Linked DNA regions of Ovis aries: region 2 is linked to region 1. The links are chromatin contacts, called in public Hi-C maps. All regions are on one chromosome and are shown on one strand. Each heading gives the region's core, a stretch centred on a gene start, on an enhancer-like site or on the middle of the called end of the contact. The rest is flanking DNA. Distances are from core to core; before and after follow the strand shown. Region 1 has its middle 12 kb from the start of DNAH7. Region 2 overlaps HECW2 (HECT, C2 and WW domain containing E3 ubiquitin protein ligase 2).

Region 1 (4,022 bases), core at 1,067-3,566:
AGGGGATACATGTGTACCTATGGCTAATTCATGTTGAAGTTTGACAGAAAACAACAAAATTCTGTAAAGCAATTATCCTTCAATAAAAAAGAAAAATAATGATAAAATTTCATTGTCTGTTTCCATTCTATGTATGTAAAAATGGAGTCATAAATGCCAACTCTCAGAGTTTTACAGTGTCACATTACCACTCATACTTTTCTTTACTGTTAATAAGATTTGACAAAGAGGTTTTAAAAAATGGCTTGCTGGTGATGAAAGTATTTATCATATATTCTGCTGTATTTTATCTGTGAGTGATAATCATTACATCATGGTAACTAATCTGTTCCAAATGAAAGTGAATACTCATCAAAAATCATGGCAGAGATACCAGAGTATATGGTACAAATGTAAGCGTAATATGCTATGCTTTTGGGTTCTTTCTTTTTATGAATCTATGGTTTAAATAGAAGAGATAAATTTCAGATGTTGTCCTCAGATTGATCTAAACTACCTACACAGTTAATGTGCATGAGTTTCATTGTCAGGCTGCATACCACAAAGTAAACTGACATGGAAATACATCTAAACACAGCCTACCTCATGTAGAGCACTATGACATATATTAAAGTTAAGCACTACAAAATATGACATAATATCAACTGTGCCTTTTAAGAACCTACCTGGCTGGGGAGAGACGTGTAAATGAAAGGGTTAAGTAGGAATGCCAGGCATGAATTGCCAGATGATTGAATTGGGTAAATGTTAGAGGTGTTTGGAGAGGTGAGTTTATTTAGGTCGGGAATATCTCTTGGAAAAAGGAGGATCTGAACTGGACCTTCATGGGAGTGGGGAGGTGGAATTTACATTTGTGGAGGGAAAGGGGAAGTCATTCCTCCAGGGATAGCAGTCCTTAGCAGACTTCCAATGCCACCTCTCTGCTCTCCTGACTCACGAGCCCATATTTATGAGTGGTTGATCACTTGGAAAGGTCCTATATATATCCTTGTCCTGTAGAGCACAGGACAATATAGCCGCGATGCAGCTCAGGTCACATTCTGTACACAACCCCAGCACTTGACCAATGCCTCATAGCATGCAATCTGTGAATATATGATTTACAGTGTTGTTTTATAGAGCATTTCACATGGAAGGAGAGGGAGACCCAGGGAACTTGGAATGCTTTTTTCCCTAGGAGCTAAGCTAGATGCTTTCCCTACAATATCTGAATCAGCTCCACAATTCTAAAAGGTTGTGATTTCAATTTAGAGAAAAGAAAATAATAGTTCAGAAAGGCAAAGTAATGTTTGCCTTCACCACCAGCAGAGATGAAGTTAGGATTTATTTTGGAGATATAATTGTCATGTAACATTGGTTTAAGTTGTTCAGCATAATGATTTGATATATGTCTGAAATGATCACTTCCATACATTTAATTAACATGATCCAAAGTCAGAATTCACAGCAGTTTGATTTCAGAAAATCACCTCTTTTCCTATACTAGATTACTTCTCTATGAATAGAAAAGATATTTTTTCCCCCTTCAATTACCAGAAGCATTTCAGTGTTGAAGTTACAGAAAGGAGGACTTATTAAATTAGTTACAAGGTCAAAGAAAGTATTTGGTAGGCTGAGAGTTGTTGGATCAGGCTCATATTCAACCTTTGATCAGGAAAAGAGGACACTTTAGAGTATGTTCCTTGGAAAGATTACCAGAGTAAATAAAGGGAAAGTTTTCTAGCTGCCCCAAGCAATCATGAAAACACTACATATCTATGTGATTACCTAGCAAAGTTGAAGAGCATTTTATTGGGCAAATAAAAAGCCCAGAATGAAGTCAGTGCCAATAACCTTTAAGTCACCTGAAAAACACTGAACGTGATGAAGTCCAGCACGTTCCCAGTGTCCACAGACATGAGGTCCAGAGTCAAAGCTTTTGACACTTCAGATTACAATGAGCATATTACCAGAATTCCTTGGGAGGAAGAACTGATGCTTCTCTAAATAAAAATGGCCCGATTTCTGTATTATTGCTTCACTTTGCCCAAGAGAAAAATGATTAAGATGTCACTGGAAAATATACACATAATAAACATATATGAATAGCTTTTCAGCAAAACCTGGTTTAACAGAGAAATTGGGTTACTTTCCAAACATGTGTAATTTATTTTACTGTTAAGATATAATTAATTTCTCAATGATTGCAAGAATATCAAAATTTTTAATATTCTATGATTCTATGGTAAAAGAGTAATTGTGCAGTTGTATATATCTCCCTCTAGTGTTCAAAGAAACCAAGTGCCATCACTTTGTGTTTTTCCAGATCTGGTTGTGATTAGTTGAAGGTCAATGTTTGGCAATAAAGCAGCATCGTTATTTGTTTTTATGGGAATTGGTCCATATATAGCTCGGTATTTTCACAAACAAATACCACATGCATGAATTGTCAACCAAATGTCATAGGATTCTTTTGTATCTAAGATATCCATTATAACTCTTTGTTCTTGCATAACTCTCTGTTAAAGGGTTGACAGAGTATGTAATTTTTAAATTCCTAGTTTTCAGAAAGAGAATATGAGAGCCTTGGGGCTTGATCCTTGGACCACCTTTCTTTCTTGTTTCTGTTTACTCTGTCTTACTCGATTCCTTTTAATCTCATGGCTTTAGTTACCATCTGCCTATGGCTGAGCTTCTAATCTGTTCCTTGCCCAGAGCTATACCCAGAGTTGTATAGCTTTCAATTTCCTCAGTGTCTCACTTGGATGGCTAATGGGCGTCTTACATTTACTGTGTCTGAAAACCCACTGTTTTTTTTTTTTTTTCCTTGCACTGTCCAGCATGTATCTCCCTGCCCCTGCTTTCCCCCTTTCAGTTAAATGTACTACCATCTACCAAGCAGCTCAGACCAAAACAAACAAGTAGCCAGACAAACAAAAAAACCCAGTCATTTCAGCCTAGTCTTATTACTTACCTCTTGTCTATCAGAAAGTCCTATTGGGTTTTTCTCCCAAATATTTCCCTTCTCTCCATATTCACTACTTTCTCCAAATTCGAGCACCATTGTTACTTCCCTGACCTTCCCCAGTAAAAGCGTTAGTTGTGTCTGACTCTCTGTGACCCCTCCAGGCTCCTCTGTGCATGGAATTCTCCAGACAATACTGGAATGGGTTGCCATTCCCGTCTCCAGGGGATCTTGCCAACCCAAGGATCGAACCCAGGTCTCCTGCCTTGCAGGGAGATACTTTACTGTTGGAGTCCCCAGGGAAGTCAAAACCCCAAGAGGCTCTTAACTGGCCTTCCTGCTCCCACTCCCACCCCATCTCAATTCATAGTTTCTCCAACTGTTTAGAATAAGATCCTTCTTCACTGTGTTCCTGGCCCTCTTCAGGCCCTCGAATACGTCACATTCATTTCACATTCGAGTTCATCCATTACCTGGGAAACTCACTCCTGACATCTTTGAAAGGCTAGTTCCTTTTTGTCATTCAAGTCTTAGTTTAAATGTCTCCTCCTCAGAGAGAATTTCCTTGACTGCTAGTCTCTCTCATTACCCTGTTTCATTTTCTTTTCGTACTTTCACCATCTGAAATAAGTAATTGATTAATATACCTATTTTGTCGTGCTAGCTGTCTCTTTTTGTTTATGAGAACAGGAGCCAAGGTCTTGGCTGCCCCACTGTCTCTCTCAAGCCTAGAACAGTCCCTGGCCCATAGCTGGTGTTCAACACATATTTGTCCACTGGGCAAGATGAAGATGAGTACAGGTTCATAAAGATAAAAGGGCATGGGCAGAGAATATTATGGTATTCTGAGCTCTGCTTTAAGTTGTACACTTGATTTTCTCAGCCTCACACCACGCCCCACAACCATAAAAAGATGTCACACTTCCTCAAAAAGAACATGTATAACTCACACTCCTTCCTTTTACACGTTACAGTTTCAGAAGTGGAAGATGAAAAGATGAGTAGTAACAAATAACTTAAGTCAGAACTCAGCAGCATAAACTTACATAATATATTTGAAAGGAAAATAAATATCTTC
Region 2 (4,022 bases), core at 486-2,985, 180 kb before region 1:
TCCTGAGGGAGGAAGGAGTAATTCTCCCAAAGATTTGAAATTATGAGAAAACAGAGCTAAGGTTATTGCTCCAAAGTGGGTCTCTTCCTGAATGGTGAAACGATAGGACAAGTCTGTAGCATGTATGGACTGTTGACTCAGTGGATTGCTTCCTAGGCATTTTTTGTTGACCACAACTCCCGAACCACCACTTTCATCGATCCCCGACTCCCGCTTCAGAGCAGCAGACCCACGAGCGCACTGGTGCATCGGCAACACCTGACCCGGCAGCGCAGCCACAGCGCAGGCGAGGTGAGTCCCAGCTGCAGCAAGTGACCTGTTGGTTGGTAGGAATGCAGGATGTGGGATTTATTGAATTCCGCTGGCTCTTTCTTATTGCTTTGTTTTTCTAGTTTGAGACTATCATTTGGAGGCTGAAAAGTACTGGAATGTTGACAGGGCTTCTCTCTGGAAACAGAACCTAAATTGCAAGTTTAAAAGTAAGACATTAGAGGAAAGGTTGAAGAAATTAGATTTTTTTTTTTTTTTAAGTTCAGTGTGGGTGATGAGAGAAGATTCATAATGCAATAGTGTTCAAGAGAGGGGGATGGGAAGCCCTTTGGCATACCTGATAGCAACTTCATAGGAAGAAATGAACATAGCTTTTGCTCCATCACTCAGTCGTGTCTGACTTTTGCGACTGTATCCTGGCAGGCTTCTCTGTCCCTGAGATTTTAATTGGGGATTAAAATTGGATTAAAGGTAGGGAAGTTTCTTAAGTGAGGACTGCTGGATTAGATGAAAATCTCCGGCCTAGGCTATGAGGTTGTGATCCTCTCTAATCTTCTTTAAAATTAGGGTGTATATGAGAGTTGATTTCTATACATGAAATGCCCAGAGAAAATGGGCAGAATTAAAAGCTCTACTGTACTCTACTTTGCTGGTTTGCAGTGACCCTTGGTAACCACATGAGGGCTCTCCGATAACCTAACCAAAAAAGAACAGAAAAAAGAAATACTCTTTCTGTTTCCCTTTTTCGGTTGCAGGTTAAATAAATAAAAGAGGAATGTTTTATGTCAAATATTTTCTCCTTAGTACAAGACAAGAGGGCAGTAGAGGGTGAGATGGTTAGGTAGCATCACCAACTCAATGAACATGAATTCGAGCAAACTCCAGGAGATAGTGAAGGACAGAAGAGCCTGGTGTGCTATACACAGCACGTGGAGTTGCAAGAGTCAGACATGGCTTAGTGACTGAACAACAGCAACAATAGACTTATGCTTTGAATGTCATGTATCATCACGTTATATACATTGTTTCTAAAATTCCCTTAGACAAGTAGAATTAAGATTCTTTTCCTGCATTCCTTTTCCAGGTTTTGTCTATGAGCATATCATCTCTTCAGTATTATATTGTATGTCAAATATTTTTGTAGCTTCTATTATAAGAAAAGATTATGAATGCAGTAAATAACTGGATTTGATTTAGCAGAATTCCACTCTTGGAATTTCCCCTCATGATTTACATACTGGCTCTAAGGATCATATGTGTTTGCTGGTTAAAAGTGCAGACATAGACGAGTACACACAAGAAGCTCATATAAAAATGATATATAAATATATTGCAGGATGAGGTATGCACAAAAATATGTATGTTTTATGAGTAGCTAATAAATCTCTACCTGGCTGTCATCTAAACCATTAGTGGTAACCTGGACGATGCTGATACATTCACCTAAAAAGCAGTATAGACCTCTCACCTTTGGACTTTGTACATCATATGTAGCATATTAGGGCCGTGCCTGGTTTTATCACACAACCTGTGCCCTTTAGACACTTGCCTTATCTCCACTTCACCATATGATGCTGACTGTTCAGTCTGATCAGAACAATGTGCAAGAGATTAGTAACTTTATTTGTATTTTCTTTCAACTCCTCTGCCTCAGAATTTTAATTATTTTCATGGTCTAGTAATAAGGATGCTAAGGTCCACCTTAAAATTTGAATGAAAATTTTTCTTCTTATGGATGGAAACTGAGCAGTGGGACTAAGATGACCCTATAAAGTCTCAGCATTTAGCCCCAGCATTGTTAAACCTTTGAGGTAAATGTGCCTTCTGGCCCAGCTGTTGGAAGCACGCACATCCTGTAGTAACTGCGCATCTATCATGCCTTGCCCACAGTTTGACGGTCTGGTTTGAAGAAGCAGGGTGTCATGAAGAACTTTGGCTATTCTAGGAAATGATGACAAAAGGCACCTTACTGACAGAATGGAAAGTGTATATTGGTAGATTGAAACGATAAGTTTGGTGAATGATGAACAAGATAGAGTCAATGATCAAAATCTCCCCCAAGAGGAGAGTTCGTTGGCTTCATATATATATTGGCTTCATTTCTCAAAGCCAGTAACTCAAGAGAAGTGCAGTGGGAAAATTCTAGTGACATTCACAAGTCTTCCAGCCATTCTCTTAGACTCATTTAGCAAATATTCCAGGTAGTAGAAATTTGGATATCTTTTCCTTCCAACAAATGAATACTTATTGAACACTAGTAGTGTAGAAACTTGGTTAATGTGAGGTATACACAAAAATGACATGTGTCCCTGAGTTCTTACTAAGGAGAGAATATATAAAACTAACTATAATCCAGATGAATAACAATACAATTGAAAAATGCTTTATAGACTGTTAATAATGGCAGCTGCTTTAATGTCCCCCAAGTGCTATGGCAGTCAGAGAAGGTGGCATTTGACATCAGCTTGAAGGGAAGGGAAAGCTTTATTGAGGATAGGCTGTTTGAACTGCACTTTGAAGAATGAGTGAGAACATTTTGAAGAATAAACAGGCAGTGAAGGATGGGGACAATGTTTCCACTTTAGGGCCTTTAGAAAAACCCTCACCAAACACCTAACTGAAGCAGTGTGATAAAATGATTATGAGGCTTTGAGTGGGTAGGAGTAGAAACTGTATTTTAAAAGTACTGATTTATTAAGTAGTGCTGGGAAAACTGGACAGCTACATATAAAAGAATGAAATTTGAACACTTTCTAAAAACATACACAAAGATAAACTCAAAGAAACTGTAAAACTCTTAGAGGAAAACATACATAAAACACTCTTTGACATAAATCATAGCAGATCCTCTATGACCCACCTCCTAGAGTAATGGAAATAAAAACAAACAAGCAGGGCCTAATTAAACTTAAAAGTTTTTGCACAGCAAAGGAAACTATGAACAAGGTGAAAAGAAAATGCTCACAATGGCAGAAAATAATAGCAAGTGAAAAAACTGACAAAGGATTAATCTCCAAAATATACAAGCAACTCATTCAACTCAATACCAGAAAAAAAAACAGCCCAATCCAAAGGGGGGCAGAAGTCCTAAACAGACATTTCTCCAAAGAAGACATACAGATGGCTAACAAATACATGAACAGATGCTCAATATCACTCATTATTAGAGACATGCAAATCAGAACTACAATGAGTATCACCTTACACCAGTCAGAATGGCCATCATCAAAAAATCTGCAAACAATAAATGCTGGAGAGGGTATAGAGAAGAGGGAATCCTCTTGCACTGTTGGTGGGAATGCAAATTGATATAGCCACTATGGAGTAGTGTATAATTAGTATAATTAGTATACTAGTATACTAGTTCAGTCGCTCAACATGTCTGACTCTTTGCAACCCCAGGGACTGCAGCAGGCCAGGCTTCCCTGTCCATCGCCAACTCCCAGAGCTTACTCAAACTCACGTGCATCGAGTCGGTGATGCCATCCAGCTATCTCATCCTCTGTTGTCCCCTTCTCCTCCCGCCTTCAATCTTTCCCAGCATCAGGGTCTTTTGCAGAGAGTCAGTTATTTTCATCAGGTGGCCAAAATATTGGAGTTTCAGCTTTAGCATCAGTCCTTCCAATGAATATTTAGGACTGATTTCCTTTAGGATGGACTGGTTGGATCTTCTTGCAGTCCAAGGGACTCTCAAGAGTCTTCTCCAACACCACAGTTCAAAAGCATCAATTCTTTGGCACTCAGCTTTGTTT

Evidence for each region. Hi-C and Micro-C count contacts between places; a contact is called where the count stands out from the background.
Region 2: a Hi-C map of liver shows a contact between it and region 1, with 3 times the contacts expected there. The contact joins two enhancer-like sites. A contact is called at or near these places in 9 of 16 Hi-C or Micro-C datasets (blood, liver, mesenteric adipose tissue and 3 more).

The regions. Positions count from the first base shown.
Region 1 is chr2:198,364,510-198,368,531 of ARS-UI_Ramb_v3.0, reverse strand. No RefSeq gene overlaps it. Among named protein-coding and RNA genes, the nearest start is that of DNAH7, 12 kb to the right of the region's middle. Within about 2 kb of position 2,316, at least 3 of the 54 cell types and tissues checked have an H3K27ac peak or open chromatin away from gene starts, as enhancers often do.
Region 2 is chr2:198,541,129-198,545,150 of ARS-UI_Ramb_v3.0, reverse strand. HECW2 (HECT, C2 and WW domain containing E3 ubiquitin protein ligase 2) reads left to right here. Exons shown (of 29, transcript XM_060411238.1): 15 at 157-291. Among named protein-coding and RNA genes, the nearest start is that of STK17B, 110 kb to the right of the region's middle. Within about 2 kb of position 1,735, at least 8 of the 54 cell types and tissues checked have an H3K27ac peak or open chromatin away from gene starts, as enhancers often do.